Linked DNA regions of Gossypium hirsutum: region 1 is linked to region 2. Evidence: chromatin contacts called from public Hi-C data. All regions are on one chromosome and are shown on one strand. Each heading gives the region's core, a stretch centred on a gene start, on an enhancer-like site or on the middle of the called end of the contact. The rest is flanking DNA. Distances are from core to core; before and after follow the strand shown.

What was found. Hi-C and Micro-C count contacts between places; a contact is called where the count stands out from the background.
Region 1: a contact with region 2 is called in a Hi-C map of leaf, with 1.9 times the contacts expected there. The contact joins the promoter of LOC107919874 here to the promoter of LOC107893963 in region 2. A contact is called at or near these places in 3 of 34 Hi-C or Micro-C datasets (all in leaf).

The regions. Positions count from the first base shown.
Region 1 is chrA13:19,601,431-19,606,894 of Gossypium_hirsutum_v2.1, forward strand. LOC107919874 (F-box/kelch-repeat protein At1g26930) reads left to right here and starts at 3,141. Exons shown (of 3, transcript XR_005907554.1): 1 at 3,141-3,834; 2 at 4,431-5,464.
Region 2 is chrA13:18,775,206-18,780,410 of Gossypium_hirsutum_v2.1, forward strand. It overlaps LOC107893963 (UDP-galactose/UDP-glucose transporter 3), which reads left to right and starts at 1,389. Exons shown (of 7, transcript XM_016819126.2): 1 at 1,389-1,762; 2 at 2,306-2,403; 3 at 2,521-2,651; 4 at 2,856-2,886; 5 at 3,022-3,125; 6 at 3,307-3,428; 7 at 3,850-4,503. The coding sequence starts at 1,659. The coding sequence ends at 4,255. It overlaps LOC107893962 (transcription factor MYB124), which reads right to left. Exons shown (of 12, transcript XM_016819125.2): 12 at 5,107-5,205.

The DNA.
Region 1 (5,464 bases), core at 1,891-4,390, 830 kb after region 2:
TTACATTATATAAATTATAAATAATAAAATTAATTATAATTTAAATAAAAATATTCCAGATTGGTTTATATAATAGTAGTTTTATAGGTTGTGAACTGAAAAATCAAACTAGATAAATTTAAGTAAGGGTAGCTATTAGTAGTCACTCAATTATTAATAAATTTATTTTTTGGTTAATCAATCATAAAAAGTTACAAAATAATAAAAAAATTTGTCACCAATTGGATAACGATGATAGTTTTTAAAATTATTATAATAGCAACTTCGAACCTCAACATTTATAAATTATATCAATTTAGTTTTAAATCTAAAAAATTTAACCATCATCATTTATATATTGTGTAATTTGTCCTTTATTTATAATTTTATTTTTCTTTGTAACATTAAGAGTTAATTTAAAAAATAAAATAAGAAAAGATAAAAAATTATTATATTGAATATTGGATGTTTACAATTTTTTTGTATATTTTAAATTAGATTTAACTGATAATTTTATTTTTAGTTGGTTGTATATTAGTTTTTTAATTTAATCCTATTTAATGGTATGACGTAGTTAACTTTTTTATCTTCACAAAATAGAGGGATGCTATCATCGAAATTCATTAATTTTGTATAATAATATTAAAAAAAACTAAAATATTAGTGATTTATTTGGGAGTGATGATTATATTTGAAGGTGAGTAAGCATGAAAGTGATGAAGCCGACCGACCCCTATCAATAACCTATAAAATTATATAATGAATGTATAAATTAAAAGTTAAAATGATTATTAAGAATCTTTGCACAGTGAAAGTTGATGACAAAATGCGTTATTATTAATTTACATTTTTCTTTTTCTCTTTTTCCTATTATCTATACAACTATCCAGAGGAAGGAAACATAGCCAAAAATAACATATATCAATATTTCATAATAAATGGCCTTAAAACTTCACTGTGTACATTCATTTTTTTAAAGTTAAATTATAATTATAAAAAATAAATAAATTCAAATGACCTATTTTCACACTTTTTCTCCCTATTTTCCTTTGGCAATTTTTTTTTGGTGTGTTTTAACTGTTTTTTAGTGAAAATTTTTGTTAAATGCTGTCAAATTGATTTTATGTTTATAAATAAATCTTATTTTGCTTTCTCTGAAAGCGGTGATGATAACAATAATCTGTTTTTTGTTTTATTTTAAAGTTGTGGCGATGTTCATAGTTGTATTTTTTAAATTTTTTTTCTTTTATGCCTATTTTACAATTCACGTTAATGCATGGTAGTTTTTTTAATAATGCATCTTTAAGATCGAACATAGGTTTTTTTCTTGAAAAAGAGTTTTAATTTTTAGCGTTTATTTTAGTTTAGTTTTTAAAATGTTTCGAATGAAGTTGAGTCACTTGTAAATTGACTTTGTGCATCACCAATGTTAAAAAGCTTTTTAGGAACTTTTGGCATTATTGCTATCAATTAGAATTAATTGTCGGCATAGTTTGGTGGTAGCAAAGCTAGGATGTTACATGGTAATGCGCCTTTAGTAGTTTATCGGTATTGCCAATTTAACGATCTTTGTTGTGTGCATTTTTCATTCATTAGACTTTTATGACAACCACGATAAACAACTATCAGAACAATAGGAATAAATGATTCTAAAAGTTATTTCCATTTTGGTTTTCTTTATTTTGGTGCATTTTTCTATTTGTACTTAACTGTCATTGTTTAATAACTTGTGTTGTCATTCCAATTTGGCACCTCACTAATTTTAATTTTTATGTTACAATACTGATTTAAATTAATGTAATTTTCATTTAATTTTGAAAAAAAGTAAAATTAATGACTTGATGCATCCCAAAGTAAATTGGAAAAACTGTGAACAATTTAATCATTAATGTATTTAAAAATATTAAAATTTTGATTTTTCATTTTCATATAACCTTAGAAAGGTAATTTAACCCCCCCCCCAAAAAAAATACAACATAAACACAAAATTTGTGGATCAACTTATACCAAACGTAAGTGCCAGTTTTGGCATTGCCAGCTAGGACTGTTGCCATTTTGCTTATTGATTTAATTCAGGTGTTTAAAAAGGGTGTTTAAAACGTGATGCTTTGTTAAGGAATAAAAAAAAACTCCTACATTTGTTGCATGATTTTTATTATAAAAATAAATTATCTTTTAAAATATTTGTTTACTCAATGTAGTTAAAAAATAATAAATAATTCTTTCAAATTTGAAATTTCAAAAATTTCAAATGTAAAATAAAAAAAAACCTTGATTATTATTTTTTTCAAAATAAATGGCTTTAAATTCAACAATTTTCTTTTAAAGGAAATAACCCACAGCTTACTCTTAACAATAATAATATATATTTTTCCATAATTAGCAATAAAATTTGCCCATTGTTAATGTGCTTTTTTCCCACCTAATTAGCTAATTTAGCAGAATAACTTTTGCAAATTGAGAAATCACTCAAATTTGTTAGGTCTGTTTATGGTTATTTTTGGCCTCATCTTTAATTTGGCTTGAAAAATACCTTTTTTTATTTAAAAAATAGGTCAAATTGTAGTTTTACTCCTTATAATTTAATTTGGAATAATTAGATCCTCTAATTTTATAATATCATTGCTTTGTCCAAGTAGCCTGTTAGCTATTTTAGTTTAAAATACTAATATTAATATTTCTTAAAAGAAATCATTTTAGCACAAAACTAATTGCTAATATTATATAAAATTAAAATATTAAGATTAAATCGGATTAAATCATAATTTAATTTAAAATATATTATTTAAATCTTTCGAAAGATTGAACCATTTGTGGAATCGTAAATCTGGAATTTGATTTTTTTTTAAATAATCTTGTGGTAGGAAAAAAATGGGATTAAAAGCAAACCAAATATGTGGACGTGCTTAAAGTATCATATTAAGGGATAATTACGATTTTGATTAAGATTAAGATTACGGAAGTGATGATGGATAATTGTAGTGTGTAATTTGACTAGTCAATTCGATAATTACTTAATTAGTGTGGAACTTAATTTGTCTTCAAAAACGGCAGAAGCAGGGGATAAAAACTCCACTAACGGAAGCTGGCAGGCAGAGATTTGACCATTCCCCCCCCTCATTCATATATTTACTACTTGCACTGTTAAAAGGCGTAGGGGTACCTAAAATCTATTTTCTCCCGTTAAATTCATATATTTTTTAAGAAAAGAGAGTGAGAGAGAGGGACAGTTTTTATTCCATCACCTCCTCCGCCTCATCATCATCAATCACATAGTCAACACGTGTCTCACCCGGCGCTAACCGGTTACCGGTTTTCACTCCCCCTCTCCCTTTTTGTAGGTCCCACCACCGCCACCATCGCCGCCGTCCCCCGCCTGCCCTGCCTTCCCCTCATCACCACCCTCCCATTCTCTTTTTTTTTTTCCTTTATTTATAACTAGACTTCCGAAAACAAACAAAACTTAAAAACGAAAAAAAAATTATTTCATTAAACAATTTTTATTTTTTTTATTTTGGTTTGGAGAGAGAGAAAGAGAGAGAGCAAGTTTAAAGAGAGATAAAGGGGGTCTCTTATAGATTTTGCTCGCAAAGCCAAAACGAAAGCTCCCTCGCTCTGATTTGCAGAGAAAATCCAAAGGACAAATTAACCAGCCTATAGAGAAACAGAGAGAAAAAAAAAAAAGAAAAAAAATTTAAACGAAGAAACACGAGAACGCGAAGAACAACAACAGCAAATCAAAGGAACAACAACTGAAAAAAGAAAAAAAAAAGAAAAGAAAGAGAAAAGAGATAGTGTATTAATTTTTTTACGGAAAGAGATTCATTTCATTTTTTTCTTCTTCTTATCCAGTCAGTAAGTTCTTCGCAACATTAGTATTATGATTCTTTTATCATTTCCTTTATATGTCACTTCTTCGCTTTTGTTATTATTCTTTCCTTCTTTTTTTTTAATTTAATATTTCTATTTCGTTTATCACTTTGTGTTTATCTACTAATTAATGAGATGATATTAATGAAATTATAAACAGATCTGATTAGCTTTCGTTTCTTCTATTAGTTTGAATCTGATTGTTATTTTATTTTATTTTATTTGTTTTTGTTCTTGTTTGCCTTCAATGAAATTCTGAGATCTGGTACTTATTTTTCTTCAGCTTTGTTTGATCGTGAATTCTTTTGTTCTTGTTTTAACCAAATTTGCTTATGTTTAATTATTGTTTTTGACTTCTTTATTTTTTTTTTCGCCGCTGAATTTTTTTTTTCATTTTATAAGCCTGAATTTGGATCTTTGTTTTATTGGATTCGAGTTCCTGTTTGGTTTGGTTTATCGTTTTGAAAATTTATCTGAAACTGCTCCCTTTGTTTGCCCCTTGTTTTCTTGAATAGGTAGAATTTGTTAATCTTGACTGCGTTATGTTTTGGGGGGAGAAATAAAACTTGTGGTTGTTACAGTGATTTGAAAATTCCCATTGTTATTTTTGGGGATTTTCCCGTCTGAAGTCGGGAGGGGATCCTAAAGAGTCATGTTGGAGAACCGGTGCTGCAAGTCCTGTTTGGTGTTTGCAAGCTCTTGTCAGGAAGAAAGGAAGTGGGCTTACATGTACAATGGGAAGCGACCACGGGAATTCTCTGAATCCGATGGTTGTCAGGAAACCAAGTTGTCGAAGCTATCTTCTGATGATTCCTCGAGTGACGATAATAATTCTAATGCTTCTTCTCCACAAGACTCAGGTGACTTTCTCTTGCCAGGTTCTCATGACCAATCCGGTGACGATAGTAAGCGATCTGATTCTTCCTCGGATACAGACTCTTCTCTTATCCACCACTGCTCCATTGGTCTAGACAAACCGGATTTGGTTAACCAATCAGACAGTGACAGCCTGTCAGATTCTGTGGAGGAGTCACCAGAGGAACAGTCTGAGGACGATGGTGAAAATGATGATAGCAGCTTTTCTGATTCTCCCGAGGATGGTCATCGGAGTAATGCTGGGGATTCTTCGTCAGACTTGGATGCATTAATCCAACCAATTGGGAGAGATAATTCCATCAGTTGTCTGATTAGGTGCTCGAGGTCTGATTATGGTTCCATTGCCTCATTGAATCGGAGTTTTCGCTCCTTAATCAGGAGTGGCGAGATCTATAAGTTGAGGAGGCAGAACGGTGTTGTTGAGCATTGGGTTTATTTTTCTTGTCACCTCCTTCAATGGGAGGCATTTGATCCAATTAGGCATAGGTGGATGCATTTGCCAAGGATGCCTCCCAATGAATGTTTCATTTTTTCGGATAAGGAGTCCTTGGCTGTTGGAACTGAATTGCTTGTATTTGGGAAGGAGGTAACTTCCCAGGTTATATATAGGTATAGTATTCTGACGAACTCATGGACTACTGGGACCAGTATGAATGCTCCGAGGTGCTTGTTTGGATCAGCTAGTCTTGGAGAAATTGCAATTTTAGCTGGTGGTTGTGACTCTCAGGGTAATATCCTG
Region 2 (5,205 bases), core at 139-2,638:
CTTACAATTAACAAAAATACATTTTTTCATAACATTTCCCAAACTTTATAAAAGCAATTAGCAATAGAAATGTTAAACTTATCCTATTGTAAGCTTGTAAATTTTAACTTGAAAAATAATAAAATATTTTATGCATAATTACTAAAAAAATAAAAACTAATTTAGAAAACGCATTAGAATATTTTAAATTTCTGTCCCTGCACCTAACATATTACTTTTCATGCAATGGATCAAAATGATTGCATAAAAACTAAACCGGGCTTCCAAAAGAATTAGACCAATCCCTGTTGCGGCCCATTTAGGTCCAACCATTTCATTTATTGGCTTCCCTTCAAAGTCAAAGAGAGCTTTTAAATAGTTCTAATTTCGAAATTTCTCCCACTACTTTACAAGAATTGAGAAATTAGTCCACCTATTTCTATTTGTAATAATTTGGTTTCTGTACTTTAGAAAACTAAAAGGTTAGTATTGTTAAATCTCAAACTTAAAAATCAACCTTTCAACTATTTATATACGAAAGAAAATAGTGAAATTCAATAGTTGAGTAATTTATATGCAAAAATGACCAAAAATTACTATTTCAATAATTATATTAACTCCATAGTTTTAATAAAGTATGAAGTATGGGAGTAACTTGGCCGAGTCAAAACCGAAATTCAGGACTTGATATTTGGCTCAAGCTCAATTAAACATTAAATTTTAAGTTTGGGCTCAACTTAAGACATTATTGATCTACTTGAGCTCAAGTTCAATTAAGTTCCTTTTATCAATTTTCATATTCAAGCACGATTAAACTCACCTATACTTAAACTCTTTCTATATGATAAGGACAATTACATAATTTCATAATATAAAAATATATTACAATGAAAAGCTTGGTTAGATTTGTAAGTCGTTTGGATTGAGTATCATGATTCTCAAATCTATTTGAATAATAGCTTGAGTTGCTCGGGCTCGACTTGGTTATTATCAAATTGAATTTGAGGTTTTTTTTTTATTTACTTTTCATATGAGTATAACATTATGATTACTAGTTTTTATTTTTTGATACAATGCCTAGAACTATCTATAGTCCCTCTTCAACCCTAAATAAGAAGATAATGTGCTTCAGCACGCACGAACCCACATTCTCTTGCGTTGACAATAATGCCGATGCCAACTGAGCTAAGATTAATTAACTAAAGTTGAGTTATTTTTAGTTGAAATTGAATGGCTTTTGAGTACTAATATCTCATTTGCACAGCTTGTATGAAGACTAAATTGTGAAAAATTAAAATAAATGATTAATTTTGTTAAAATTCATAAATCAAAGGGATGAAATTTAAAATTAGACCTATAGAAAACTTTTTGGACGTTACGGTGGGGTTGAACATGAAGCTTGACGGAGGGATTGGAGAAACAGCACAAGGCCGCGTTTCAATAACCAATCAAAAGAAAGTCATGAAGTCATCAATCCAATAAAATAAAGACACGTGGGTAACCCACGTAACTTGGCGCTCCCTTCTTATTTTATGTTTTTCATTTTTGCTTTTTTTCACAAAAGATCTCTTTTTCCCTCTTTCGTGATCTTCGATCTCCGTTCTTTTTCCCTTTTGGGTTTACCATATAATCTTCGCAATTGAATCAAAGTGAGAAAACAGTTATCGAGCGGCGTCGTAATGGAGGCACACGGCGCCGGACTCCGGCGAGTTTTGGTGTTGGCATTTTGCGTTGCCGGGATTTGGTCTGCCTATATTTACCAAGGCTTTCTTCAGGAAACTCTGTATGTATTATTTTTGTTTTTATTTTATTTTGTTATGTTTGATTTCTTCTGAACCTTTTTCGATTAGTTATTGCTTTGCTTGATCTGTTGTTGGAAATCCTTTTTGAATGTATTTTTTTTTTAATTTGCAACGAATTATTCGTAATCTTAGTTAATTCAGAGGTAGGTTTAGATGCGAAGAATAAAAATTTTGGATCTAGGTTAACATGTTACGGTTCGTTATTGATATGACTGTTATTTCTTTGAATTTGAATAAATTGTCGTGATTCTTCCATTTCTTCTTTTTACTTGGAACTTCTTTTTGTAGATAGCAACTGTTCATTTAAATAGTATCGTGTGTGTGTGTATTAATTTTTACTGATTTTGCGCTGGCATTTTCAAAATTTCACGTTGATAAATTGTTTTGCATTGATAAATTTCAAATTGCTAAAATGGATAGATGGGTGACCCGTCTTGGGAGAAAGATGTAGCTTTTCAACGAGTAAATTGTAGTCGTTTATGGTTTTCTAATTACATTTTCTTTTTATACTTTGTTGAGTTTAGGTCCACCAAGCGATTTGGTTCCGACGGGAAGAGGTTTGAGCATCTTGCATTTCTTAACTTGGCGCAAAATGTGGTCTGCTTAGTTTGGTCTTACATAAGTAAGCTTCTCCATTTGCACTATCATAATGTTTTTATAAATTTGGCTATATATGTACCATTGACTGGTGAGAATTATGGAAAATAATAATATGTTTGTTTTTGTGTCTTTCATCCAGTGATAAAGCTTTGGTCCAGTAGAAGCAATGGTGGTGCTCCCTTGTGGACTTATTGGAGTGCTGGAATCACAAATACAATTGGTCCGGCCATGGGTATAGAAGCATTGAAGTACATCAGCTACCCGGCTCAGGCATGTCTTTGATTCTCCATACTTTTATATGTCTTCTCTTTTTGCCTCATCTGTTTAAGTTCCCTCTAGTTATTGCCCATTAAGGTATTACCTGAATTGACAGATTGTTTAAATTCCTAGTTTGGCTGCTTTTGTAGGTGAACATGTGTAGTTGGAGTCTTTGGTATTAAGTTTAACGCTTAATGTTGCTTGTCTCTCTTGCAGGTGTTGGCCAAGTCCTCAAAAATGATTCCTGGTAAGATATAACTTATTTTTTGCAATTCCTTTTTCTCACGTGTTTTCATTGATCGGTACATTTCTGGTATAATGTAAACTCCTTTTCTCATCTTGTTTCAGTAATTAGCTAATAATGTATTATATGTTTATGCAGTCATGCTGATGGGCACTCTAGTTTATGGTATTCGATACACTTTCCCCGAGTATGTCTGTACTTTCCTTGTGGCTGGAGGAGTATCTGCTTTTGCACTTATGAAGGTGGGAAAATGTTAAAAGTTATGACTGTAAAAAACATTGCTACTTTTATTTTGTGATTTATAATTGCTATCTTGCTTATTTTCTAGGCATATTGGAGGAGTAAATATCATTAAGCTTCCCCTATGAAACTCCTGTTCTGAGTCATATATTGCTCTTGTGTCTGCTTTGATCTTTATTCCAGACTAGCTCTAAAACAATTAGCAAGTTGGCACACCCCAATGCACCCCTTGGATATGGGCTCTGTTTTTTGAACCTTGCATTTGATGGCTTTACAAACGCTACGCAGGATTCAATAACTGCAAGGTATGTTTGTGGAAACATTTTCATACTTTTTATCTTTGGTGCCGTGTTCTTCTCTTAAAGCATTTATTATTATGATCATCATCATCATCTTAACATGGACATTGCTTTTTGGACAATAATCCTAGTATTTTGAAAATAATTGTAATAGAGGGATTGAGTTTTGAAGCAACTGGCTGACTTCAATATATACTCTGCTTTGTAAATCTTCAAGAATGAATTTTTGGCAATCAAGATTCATGAGAACTAAACAGATCAGCTTGCTGACACAACAAACCTCGGTTCCTCCATTTCTTGCTGTGGCCCCTAAAAATCCTGCAATTATTGATATCTTGCCAGCCTTTTTTTTATTCTAATTAGAACTGATTTTCTCTTGTTAATTCAAGTTTATATCGCTCAAATCTTTTTGGTTTCCTTTGCCTAGGTATCCAAAGACAAGTGCTTGGGAAATCATGTTGGGAATGAATCTATGGGGCACCATATACAACATGATTTACATGTTTGGCTGGCCGCATGGTAGTGGTTTCGAGGCAGTCCAGTTTTGCAAGCAGCATCCAGAAGCTGCTTGGGATATTCTCCTCTATTGCCTCTGCGGTGCTGTTGGCCAAAATTTCATCTTTCTTACCATAAGTCGATTTGGCTCCTTGGCAAACACAACCGTTACCACCACACGCAAATTTGTCAGTATCGTGGTGTCTTCTCTGCTGAGTGGCAATCCACTGTCCCCAAAGCAATGGGGTTGTGTACTAATGGTCTTCTCTGGGTTGTCATACCAAATCTACCTCAAATGGAGGAAGCTGCAGAGGCTGCCGAAAAAGAAAAAGACCTAAAGGATGCCCTCTTTTGACAGTTTTGAACTTTACGAACTCTCATCTTTTCCCTATTGTATTTTTTAACCGTCCCTACGGTATACTATCATTGCAGCCCTAAGGTTCAATGGTATCCCAATTTTAAGACAAATACTTAGAAATTGGTAGATGTAATTGAAAAGATCTTCATCTGTATTTGTCAACTTATCATATCAAGGTTTATGAAAGAAGGCTTTAGTTGCATCGAAAGAAGATGCATTTCTCGTCTACTTTTTCCCCTACCCACAAATAGAAAATGTATCTTAATATTGGAAGTCTAATCTTACATTTATTGGGTGTTAAGGCATTATATGAACTAATTGAGCAAACTTTCGATAGTCTCTCTTTTCATTGATGCCATTAGCAAGCCCATCTCTTTATGATAAAGTAGGGCAGGTGAGTTAATCGTTACATATCACAGCCAAAACAGCACCTAAAAAGTTTATGGCCAATAGGTTCACTTTATTTTGTATGAGGTTCCCTCCCCTTTCATTTAATTTTACCCTCTGCTTTTTATACTTTAGCTTTGATCATGATTACGCTTGTCCACCACTATATCTGCTATCCCCTTCACCCTGGTCTTCCTTAACTACAGAGTTCCAACACTTCTCTGTAAACACTAACTCATCCAAGAGCTGACGGTTTCGTGTAGGAAGGAGACATGGGAAAGAAAGGGGTTGTTTCAACACTTCCTCTGTAAGTTTGCTTTAAGTTCTTATTTTCTTATGTTCCTTCAATGTTTGAAGTTCCCGATTTCATTGCTAGCTGCTGCTTTGAGCTGCAACAAGCTGTCAGCCCCTTCTTATTGGGGAAATTGCAAGTAAAGAGCTTAATTCACACCAAAGTCAAAACACATTCACTCAAATCATATGAGTTTCATTACATTAGAAAATCAGGATAGAAAACCACAAAAATAACTTATTCTATACCGC